Linked DNA regions of Danio rerio: regions 2 and 3 are each linked to region 1. Evidence: chromatin contacts called from public Hi-C data. All regions are on one chromosome and are shown on one strand. The core of a region is the stretch at or near the end of the contact, and the rest is flanking DNA. Distances in the headings are between cores, read along the strand shown. Region 1 holds the start of setd3 (SET domain containing 3, actin histidine methyltransferase). Region 2 overlaps sptlc2a (serine palmitoyltransferase, long chain base subunit 2a). Region 3 overlaps sptlc2a (serine palmitoyltransferase, long chain base subunit 2a).

Evidence for each region. Hi-C and Micro-C count contacts between places; a contact is called where the count stands out from the background.
Region 2: a contact with region 1 is called in a Hi-C map of embryo, with 2.3 times the contacts expected there. The contact joins the enhancer-like site here to the promoter of setd3 in region 1. A contact is called at or near these places in 3 of 18 Hi-C or Micro-C datasets (caudal fin, embryo and hematopoietic stem cells).
Region 3: a Hi-C map of embryo shows a contact between it and region 1, with 2.5 times the contacts expected there. The contact joins the enhancer-like site here to the promoter of setd3 in region 1. A contact is called at or near these places in 2 of 18 Hi-C or Micro-C datasets (caudal fin and embryo).

Annotation. Positions count from the first base shown.
Region 1 is chr17:19,300,025-19,303,759 of GRCz12tu, forward strand. setd3 (SET domain containing 3, actin histidine methyltransferase) reads left to right here and starts at 1,665. Exons shown (of 13, transcript NM_200054.1): 1 at 1,665-1,744.
Region 2 is chr17:19,082,955-19,086,689 of GRCz12tu, forward strand. sptlc2a (serine palmitoyltransferase, long chain base subunit 2a) reads left to right here. Exons shown (of 12, transcript NM_001020619.2): 5 at 1,524-1,648. Among named protein-coding and RNA genes, the nearest start is that of sptlc2a, 12 kb to the left of the region's middle. Within about 2 kb of position 1,722, at least 11 of the 62 cell types and tissues checked have an H3K27ac peak or open chromatin away from gene starts, as enhancers often do. A contact at or near this core is called in caudal fin, where this site is marked.
Region 3 is chr17:19,106,535-19,110,269 of GRCz12tu, forward strand. The region is part of intron 9 of sptlc2a (serine palmitoyltransferase, long chain base subunit 2a); the gene reads left to right. Among named protein-coding and RNA genes, the nearest start is that of ism2a, 23 kb to the right of the region's middle. Within about 2 kb of position 1,782, at least 10 of the 62 cell types and tissues checked have an H3K27ac peak or open chromatin away from gene starts, as enhancers often do.

The DNA of each region.
Region 1 (3,735 bases), core at 415-2,914:
AATGTTATTTTTTGAAAAAGCAAAATAGACTCTGGTAAACTATTTCGCAAGTACACTGAAAAGATGATGTCTGCAAAATTGTTGCAAACAATTTATAAAGGTTGAATTTAAACCAACAAATGAAATTTAGTAATGCTCAACTTATTTTGTTTGTTTAAGTTTAGCCCAAATAAATTGTTTACAACCACTTAACTCAAAAAATTTTGTAAATATAAGGAGTCATCTTTGAATCATGTTTTGTGTAGCACCATTGTTCACTTGCTTTCATTCTTTAATACATTTCTACATCATCCAGATTATCGCACATCCTACTGTGACTGTCATACTATTTTTGAAATCTGTTTTAAACAATATTGTTGTTGTTATTATTTTAGAATATATTTATGAAATTACTCATTTGTCCCTGATTTTTGTTTTAATATTAAGTCAATATGTTTTTAAAATGACTTAGTGTAATATAATATTACATTTATTTTAATTACTAAAAATATATTTATTTAAATATTATATAACATAAATGTAGGAAGTAAAATAAGAATAAATTATATCATACATTAAGAAGTGTAAAATTGAGGAAATTAAAACAAAATATTGTGGATGTTATAAAATAATATGTAATATTGATAGCATTATATATTATCGTCGTTAACTAATATTGAAAGGTTTTGAATTAAACATTATGGTAAATAAATCAAATATGACTTTTTTAACATTATTTATTCCTTCATTTTCTTTTTGGCTTAGTCCCTTTGTTAATTAGGGGTCACCACAGCGGAATGTACCGCCAACTTATCCTGCGTATGTTTTACACAGCGGATGCCCTTCCAGCTGCAACCCATCACTGGGAAACACCCATACATTCTCATTCATACACATACACTACGGACAATTTGGCTTACCCAATTCACCTATTGCACAGGTCTTTGGACTTGTTGGGGAAACCGGAACATCTGCAGGAAAGCCACGCCAACACGAGGAAGGTTTTAGCATTAATGTATTAATCGATTATACATTTTTTTATATATTTTATCAATTATCATGTACTTTTAATCCTATTTTATTTATTTGTAATGGTAATTGGATTATTTTTTATGTATTTGTTTATTTTTATTAATATTTATTATTTAGCCTATAATTAATATACATTACATTTTACAGCCAATCAAAAGTTTTACATGTTTTCGAGCTGTAAAACATGACTCCTATTAGGCCACCCAGGGGGTCACTAGACTAACCCCAAGCTTGAAAAATCCAGCATCACCTTATGTGTTTTGTCTCATTGACTGACGTCTTCCTTCGCGAATCACAATGTGCAAACTTTATCCTTTTATGGTCACTTTATGTACCCAAAGTAAACTTCCAATCACAAGACAAACAAGCCTTCCGTTTGTGCAGTCAAACCAACCTTGTCAATCCGACGCAAGGATCGACTACTCTCGCGACCAGTTAACTCCCAGTAAACGGGTACCGCCTCATCGCAAACCAATAAACGCCTTCAATTCGGCAAGGCGAAACAGCTACCAATTTACACCAATCATCTCACACGTTTGCAGTTGCGTACGGAACAGTAGCCAATCACAATACGAGCTTAGGATGGGAGGAACGCTACTACTGCCCAATCCGCTTTGTCAAAATCTTATTAGGGCGTTGCTTGGCCTCAGAGGAAGTTAGGCTGTACCAGCAGACCGACCAGAAGAGGATTGAATTCCAGGTTGACAGGAGGATCCCTGCAGTCAATTGGAAGGTAGTTTCAGTGCTTATTCACAATCAATATTGTTTGCAAATACGCACACGGTGTTTATTATAATTAACCAACATATAATCAACACCATAGCTGCAGATGCGTCACAAATGTTCGCTGTGAGGGTGTCTAATTCAGCAAATTGCGAAACACAGACATGCTGGATATTAACTCAGTGAATGTGTCTCAAAACCTACTAAGCTGCCTTTCTAGAGAACATACCTGACCGCCCTAGACTTGCTCGAAGCGTTCAGTACAACGCTGTACGTTTTAAATGCTGCTTGAACGTTGTAAATGCGCTATAATGCTTACAATGATGTCTGTGTAAGTAACTAAGCAGGTTTTGAGACACTTGGGCCATGATATACAGATAGCTTGATGAATAGAAACAAATATGAATGGATGTATCTTAAGGGATTTAAGTCATGCATATAAACACCGGACAATCCAGTGTTTAAAATGTAGACTTTGGCGTGCAGTGTAATATGGAGCATCTACTGGTGGTTTTGAATAGATGCGTTGGGCCAGACGGGGTTATTTTAAGGCATCAAGCTGCTGAAATCATCTAATATTCTGCTCTTGGCTTCAGAGTTTATGTTAAATGTTTCTTACTGTGTTATTCTGCCTGCCAGTGTATTTACCTCGCTGTTCTCTGCTGGTTTCAGCTTTAAGTAGCTTACTTTTGTGTGTCCAATCCAATTTGCTCTTCAGTGATACTATTTGGCCTGCCATTTAGTAAAAAAACAACTACTATCGAGGTAAAGTTTGTTTTATATTCAATAGTAATACACATTCGTTCATTTTCGAACAGTGACAACCTGCGACACGGTTATGTTTACTATGCTACTTTGAATATTTTATGTATGAAATCACATGTAAGTGTGACTTCAAAAAACATTAGCAGCACTATTTAATTCACTGTAAACAATGTTGTACTTCGCTAGTAATTTGGCTGCTAATATGATTTCAATATTAAGAATTTGGAAAGAATGAATTTGAAACTTTACCCCAATAAAAACGATGTTAGGGATGTTTTGGTGGCCTCTGGATTCATCTCTGTGAAATCATTGATGTAAAGTTGGTTTTATATTCACACATTCATTCAGTGACAGCTCGTGATATGCTCCCTATATGGTTTACCACAATACTTTTAATATTCGGTCTGTAAGTAAGAAACAACATTAGCACTATTTAACTGACTGTGAACAATGTTGTACTTTGGTAGTCATTTGGCTGCCAATATGATCTCCCTGTTTAGAATTAGGAAGGAATGAATTTGGACAGTGAATGAATTTTACCCCAATGAATCCAGAGGGCATCAAAACATCTCTAACATTGTTTTAATTGGGATAAAGTTTCATTCACTTTCCAAATTTATTCCTTCCAAATTGTAAATAGGGAAATCATATTGGCAGCCAAATGACAATCAAAGTACAACACAGTTAACAGTCTATTAAATAGTGCTAATGTTGTTTCAAAGTAGCGCAGTAAACAATATAGGGAGCAGGTCACCAAGTTTACCTCAATGACTTCACAGAGATGAATCGAGGGCATCAAAACATCCCTAATATTGTTTTCATCTCTGTCATTGAGGTAAACTTGGTGACCTGCTGTAAAGTTGGTTTTATATTCACACCTTTGTTCAGTGACAAATTGTGACATGCTCCCTATGTTGTTTACTACACTGATTTGAATATTCGGTCTGAAATAGCATGCAAGTGTGACTTCAAAGCAACATTAACAGAACTATTTTATTGACTCTGAACAATGTTCTACTTTGGTGGTCATTTGGCTGCTAATATGATTTCCCTGATTAGAATTTGGAAGGAATACATTTGGAAAGTGAATGAAACTTAACCCCCCCCCCCAAAAAAAAAAACAATGTTAGGGATTTTTAATGGCATTTGGATTCATCTCTGTGAAATCATTGAGTTAAAGTTGGTTTTATATTCACACCTTCGTTCAGTGACAACTTGTGACATGCTTCCTATGTT
Region 2 (3,735 bases), core at 472-2,971, 220 kb before region 1:
CTATATTTATTAATAATATCATAGCAGACTGGTGTACATACATTTAGTTTGTAAAAAGTTGCGTTGGAAAAAAAAATCTATACAACTGGGATCCTGCTTGTTTTGACACATTATTTGAAATCCATGGCTTAGAAATAAGTAATTGGAATTAGTTTTTTTGATTGGGCTAATACATTTTTTTTTTCTGCTGGCTCATTAAAATAAATTATTAGCATTTAGCCCTATATCGGTCTGAAATTTCCTCCTTTATGGTTGTTAAAAGTTAACTTGGGGAAACCTCCAGAAACCCTAAATGACTCGTTGGCATTCGATAATGTCAGATTGCTCATCATTAAAACCACAATTGCTCTGGGGTTCTAAAGGTTTGTCTGACTTTTCAGGAATGTTTACCTCTTAAATTTTGAAATCATTTGAACAAATTAGAACATATTTTGATATTACCCCTGAAGACTTTTTTAATATCTTCAAATTTGGCATTTTATAGTTTCCCTATTAAAGCAAAGCTAATTTTGTTTTAAATTATGGAAACTGGAAGAAACCATGCTGTCATTAAATTCTTTTAAAGGGCTTATTTCTAAATTCTATGCCATATTAGTTAACTCTGATTCCTCAGTTTATGATTCCTTGAAACCACAATGGGGATTTGGACCTAGGGGTTCTGTTTGATTCTGAAGATTGGTCCAAGATCTGTGATGGTACTTTTTCCAAATTGTACCTCAATTTCCATACATGAACAAAGTTTTAAGTTTTTCCACAGAATTTATTTTACACGTTCACCGCCTTAAAATGTTCCCAGCCTGTTCTGACCTCTGTTTTAAATGCAAAACTTAAGGGCAAATTTTTTTCATGTATTTTATTCCTGTGTTCACATCCAACCATTTTGGAGAGGGGTTCATTCTGCAATCCAAGAGAGAATTGAAAAACGTTTTACCTCCCCTTCACTTTTTTGTTGAATGACATTCCTGAAGACCTTTTTGACTCAGACCTCAAACCTCTGTTTACAACTCTTACATTTCTGGTTAAGAAATGTACATTGCTAAAACAGTCTATTTCTCAAATCCAACTATTTCCATGTGGATTTCTTCCTTTGTTGAAATGTACTTTTAACCCTAACTACAAACAGTACGTTTTTTAAACTTACATTTGTAAATTTCATTTAATTTGCAACGCTTGGCCATGGTTTGTTTGTTTGTTTGTCTGATTGTCTTTGTTGTTTGTACTATTTGAAAATCCTTAATAAAGAAAAAAACACAATTGCAATATTATCATTAATATAAGACCTTTTTATTACATTAAAACATACATTGATGAATATGCGATCACTAACATGCATCTAAAAAGGAACGTGAATTATCAGTTCATGCCAACTTTAAATATTTATTGCATGGGTTTATGCAGGAGCTTTCTAGATTATATTTGCTTTCGAAATATACACAGGTGCCTGTAGGTTCTCCAGCTACTGTTTATAGTGAGTGAGTGAGTGTTTGCATGCATTAGCTGATTTATATGTGTGATTTGCTTAGGCAACCTTGACAGACACGAGAAGTTGGAGAAACTGGTGGCGTCATTTCTGAGAGTGGAGTCTGCCATGGCGTTCGGAATGGGATTTGCAACTAACTCCATGAACATTCCTGCATTAGCTGGCAAGGTTTGCAGTGCTACACTATTTAGAGTGCTTACTATCTTTTTCTCACTTTGCCAGCTCCTCTGTCTCTATATTTTTTTACTGTGATGAACCACCCAAGGCAACTCCTACAAACGTTAGGAGTGTCCATACAGGCGGATCCCGCTTTGACCTGTCAGTGCTTGTTTAAATGATACATACGTTTTTTGTGTGTGTGAATGTTTCCAGTTATTGGTTTAAGCACGCTGGCTGTATTTTATCACCAGTGCAGGGGGAGAAGCTCAGTGTAATAGTAAAGATAGACCAACCTAAAGAGTTTGCGTAGCTCACACACACTGGAATGTACTTGATAAGGCACAAAAATTACCTCAGGAAACGTGTGTTTGGCTGAAAGGGTAACCAGAGAGATTTCCCAACCTCACTTCCTGTTGCAGGCCAGAGGGCGAGTGATTTAGTGTTGAAATGCCTGACTTTCCTGATTTACATAATCGAAACTGATTTGAAAGGATGTGTATTGTATTATTGCATAAAACAAACAAAAACAAGCTGCAAGATAAGAGACACAAGAAGCTTCTAGTAACATTGAAAAAAAAAGCATTTGTAAACATTTTGAAAGTGAATGGAAAAAGTTGTGAAAGACCACATTTATATTAAATGCATTCATTCATTCATTTTCTTGTCGGCTTAGTCACTTTATTAATCCGGGGTCGCCACAGCAGAATGAACCGGCAACTCATTCAGCAAGTTTTTACGCAGCGGATGCCCTTCCAGCCACAACCCATCTCTGGGAAATATTAAATACATATTAAATTCTAATTAAAAAATATATTTTTTAAATCTACAGAGAGCACAGTGAATGCAAGCAAAATTGCTAGTTTAATGTTTAAATCTTGAAATCAAATATTTTGAAAATGCTTTTTGTCGTCTTTATTATTATTCAACATACGCGTACACAAATGATAATACTATATTTTATTATATTTTAAAGGGGTGGTCCACTATGATATTTTAAACTTGAGTTGATGTGTAATGTAGCTGTGTGAACAACATTTCTGAATGTAATATGCTCAAAGTAAGACATTGGCTTTTACAGAGTTAGCTTAGGAAAGATTACAGCGAACAAATTTTGGGGACTACAGAAAAGACACCCAGGCTAGTGAGATCACAGAAGCTTTAGGTTACGCGCATACACTGTGTGCAGCGAAGGGGTATGGCCAGAGACGCTGTAATGCTATAGCAGAGAAAGCTAAAATGCTGTCCAAATGCTGCTAATTTCACAGAGCTCATTCGATTTCTGTATTTGGGCTTCCAAGGAACACGACACAAAGAGTGTAGTGCTCACAGTTTAATTTTAAGTATGTTCCAGAGAATTATAAAAAAATGTATAGCTCTAGCATTTGACAAAGGACAGCTTCCAGAATCTTTCCCAGATCAGGGCTGGATTCAGCTAAAGACTCCTCAAAGAAGGAAAAGTTCAACCATAATAGATGGAAGATGTGGAATGTGAGTCACAACCTGTACGTATTTTGATTTGTTAAAATTGATCTATTATATGCATGGTATCTAGCATTAGTGACATGTTGTAGTAAGGGTGCAAACAAGGATGTAAACAATGGGAAATGCTGTTTGGCACCGCTAACAATTTAACTACAAGTTCAAATTTATCCATCAAACTGCTGTAAACAGCCACAATCTTCAGCAGTGCTGCTATGTCTCTCCATGCGACCGCTTTTCCAGTTCTACATCTCAAATAATGAACTCGCAAAAGATATGTGAATGTTTATATATATGTGTGAAAGACACGTGTCAGAGGTTCTGCTGTGTGCTTTTCATTTTCTGTCTGACTCAAACTGATACAGCTAACAACCAATCTGACGAATCACAACATATTATGCTAGCTGACTAATCAGAGCCTCTTAAGGGCAGGCCTTTTAGAGGAACTAGGAAATATGACGGTCGTTTTCATGTTAGCAGAGTAGTTGTATATAAATTCAAAATAAGATATATGAAAAAATAATGTGATTTTCTACAAATGAAGCATGAGCACACATTGCATCTTATAAACACAGCCAAGCCTTCAAAATACACTCTGGGCCACCCCTTTAAATGAA
Region 3 (3,735 bases), core at 532-3,031, 190 kb before region 1:
AAGGTAATACTATATGTTGTATACATGATCATACAATATTATGTTTGTTTTCAATAATATTCAGCAAAAAAAGAATGGGATAAATGAAAGCTGTTGGAATAACAGTTGTTGGAAAGTATGTATAAGGTGTCAAGTTCTGTGTTAAAGCTTATAATACTGCAACACCAGTTAGATTAAATTAAATCATTTCAAACAAAACAAACAAACAAAAAAAATAAGTAAAGTTCTAAATTTAAAATGTCTAAGTTAGATCTACTGTTGAATCTTGTCACATGGCAACATATCATATAATACCTTAAAAAAGAGAATTCCCCCAGTTTTTTTTTCAACACTTCAAGTCAAGCCATTCTAAGAAAAGAAAAAGTCCATTATTTTATATAGATCTATCATAATGTGTGCAATAGAGGGTTCAAATCAATGAAATGTTGTACTGTAGATCTTAAATCATTTTAAACAGGTCTTAATTTTCCTACAACCATACAAAGTTACTCAGTCGAGCCAACACCTATCAAACTACCAGCAATCCATTTATTTATTACTCTATTTACCAATGTGGTTTGATTATCATCCTTGCAACAAGTTTGTTTTAACATTCTATGTGTATTTCTAGAGCAGGCACTGGCCTGGACAGACTGTTTAGATAATAATAGTTTTTAAAGAGTTTTTTTTTTTTTTTTGTAAGGAAAGTTATGTTAAAATAACATGCATGCACACATTTAGGGTTTACTTGTTTTGATGCTTTTTAAAAAAAATATGTAGCTAAGAAATGACTAATTCATTTTTTGTTTGTTTTCATGAAGCAAAAATCTTTTGCTGGCCATAAGAAAAGAAAGTCCTGTACAAGTCTGAAATTTCGTTCATAATGATCATTAAAACGTTTAAATTTGACTTTGTAAAACCTGCTGAAATATTACTTGTTCAAACATTGATCTGGTTCTTCTATTAAACACAAAAAGAAGATATTTTGAAGAATGTTGGAAACCTAATTGTTTTTCCTTGTATGGAAGACAATGACTACAGGTTTTCAGCATTCTTCAAATGATCTTCTTTTGTGTTCGACAAAAGAAAGAAACTCAAAGATTTAAAACTACCTGAAAGAGAGTAAATAGTGAGTACATTTTTATTTTAGATTGAATTTATTTTGGATGAATCTCTTTAGGAAGCAACACCGCATACAAAACAGACAGAGAATGTGGAAAAAGAATTTGTATAATTTTTAAAATCTAATTAAATTTGATCTAAATGCAACTTCACTCCTGTTTAATTAATTGAAAACTAAGACGAAAAAGAATCTGTCAGTGGAATTTTTCTATATCTTATTGTTTCTCAAGTCATTTTATCTTATGCAACCGTTTATATATTTTTTCTGGAAAACAAGCCTGTTAAAAACTCAAAGTCAGTGAGGTTTACCCCGATCTGGCGTACAATTTCAATTCATTTATTGTTTCTGATGCAGATGCTTTCACAGTCTAGTGGTTTCACAGTCCGACGTGTCCCTGGCCTGAGGGGAAATAAAGTTCTCTTTCAATCAGATCTGGCTTTCAAGTCATCCAAAACTTCTGGCGTCCCCATACAAACAAGCAGATAAGAAATATTCCTGGCCTCGTTGATTCTCAAGAGGACGCGAGCTGAAGATATGAGGGAATGCGAAGGATTTTGCCTTGTAAATCACAGTTTTAGGCAAGTTGGCATTGTTATCTGCTGTGTGTGTATGTGGTGGTGATGGGCATTCCTGATCTCATTGTTTAGCCTGACCTCTTCTCTGTACACACAGGCGGACTTGACAAACACAGGACATTCGTCTCTGTCTCCAAGTGTTGACTTGCTCTGTGAGAGAGGGCAGGTACACATGTTTTAGGTGTAAGAATGTGTTTACCCACAGCCCCCTTTAGAGCTTGCTAATGGATTGTTATTCCAGATGGTATGATGAGCTTCTGTTTCTTTTGACGCTTCTATTGTCGTGCAAGTGTTTTAGACTAACAGACCTGGCATTCATTGACAACTAGAGCTGCAGTCTGGTAATGAAAAGAATAAATAATTAATTTCTTTATTGATTTTTAAACTCTGTGTGTCTTATGCAAATAGAAAGTCTGTCAATGTTGTCGCTTAAAAGTTTTGTGGTTTCAAAAAAGGCATCTTCGAAAAACAGAGTTAAGGATCAGAATTGGAATTAAGTAAATTTGTATTGTTTGGGAGAAAGATTTCAATGACATTATTAAGTGTTAAGATGAGCTTTGGTTTGATTAGACGATGGAGACACATTCCCATTTACACCGGTGCCTCATGTATCAACGCTGCATACGCACAGAAACTTTGAGTACGCCAGATTTCACGCTCCCGTTTGGATTTACTAACGATGAAATTAACGTGAGAATGTGCGTTGGTCCACACCAACTTCATGTCTGGTGTATGTGTATTTGTTGTGCTTGTTTTTTTTCCATTGACTCAGTAAAGTGTTGCCCACAATTAAGGCAACTCTCTTTTCAAAGGATGTTAGTTAAGCATCCCCTGTTCCCCTGCATGTTCTGTACACACTTTGACGGTGCGCCGCTGTTCTCCTCTTAACCTACACCTTTACATCGGACCATTTCTTTTTTTTAATTCGTTCACAGTGCAATGTTCAGACCCCACTGCATTAATCGCTTCAGCTAAACTCTCCCACTCTATTTTTTCTTTTGTTATTAATTCCAGAAGACAAATTTGCCAAAAAAAAAAAAAAACAGTTTCTCTCCGGTCTACCTCCGATATGAGCACTGCCAATCCGCATTCTGTGAAGTTTCTCTTATGGCTTGTTTTTGCCATTACTTTTTCGTTTGGTTTTGCCAAAGTGGAGTCATTACCATTTTCATATGGGGAGGAGGCTGGGAGGGGTTTTGCACTCGTGCATATGCACTCAGTTTTAAGTTAATTCAGATGTACAAAGAGAATATGCGTGGGATTCCACGTACGCAGTGTTTCATACATCTGAATTTTTTACTGCGTACGCACATTTACAGATTTGTCTGTATGCAATGTTTTAGTATGAATTCAACACAATTTTGTACATGAGGCCCCTGGTGTTTTAGGGTTTGCTTTCCATTATATTTCTTCAAGCATAGCGTTTAATGCATATATGGGATTTTTCAGATTTATTTATTTTTTCATTCAATATTACAATATACACTACCAGATAAACGTCTTGTCTCATTTCAACAAACACCTCTAGATTACCCTTATTTTAATAAAATAAAATATGATCATGCCTTTATTTTAACTAATTAGGACTGTAAGGTCTGTCTTTGCTTAGAAAAAGTCTTATCACTTAACAGAAATAATGTACAGTATAGAAAATAAAGTCATGTTGCAGTGGAAAAACAATCAGTATTGTTTGTGACCCCCATGAGCTTCTGTCCAGGTGTAAACATGGCCTCTGTTAATTTCATATTTACAAATGAGTGGGGTATTTTTCATGGCAATAACTTGTAGTGTAGGTATCTGTGCAATAATATATTGTAAAAATTTAAACAAGTATTTATTTTACAATTATTTTTATCATTTAAGTCAACTGAAACCAGCACTTAACACAATTAATGTTGTTTTTAACTTTTTTTTTTTTTTACGAGAAAAGCATTTATTCTTAAATACATGGAAAAAAACTGTACAAATACTGTATGAAAACAGATGTTGTAAAATATGACTATAGTTTATTAATATATTTATAAAATAAATAAATAAAATAAATAATATTTATTAGTT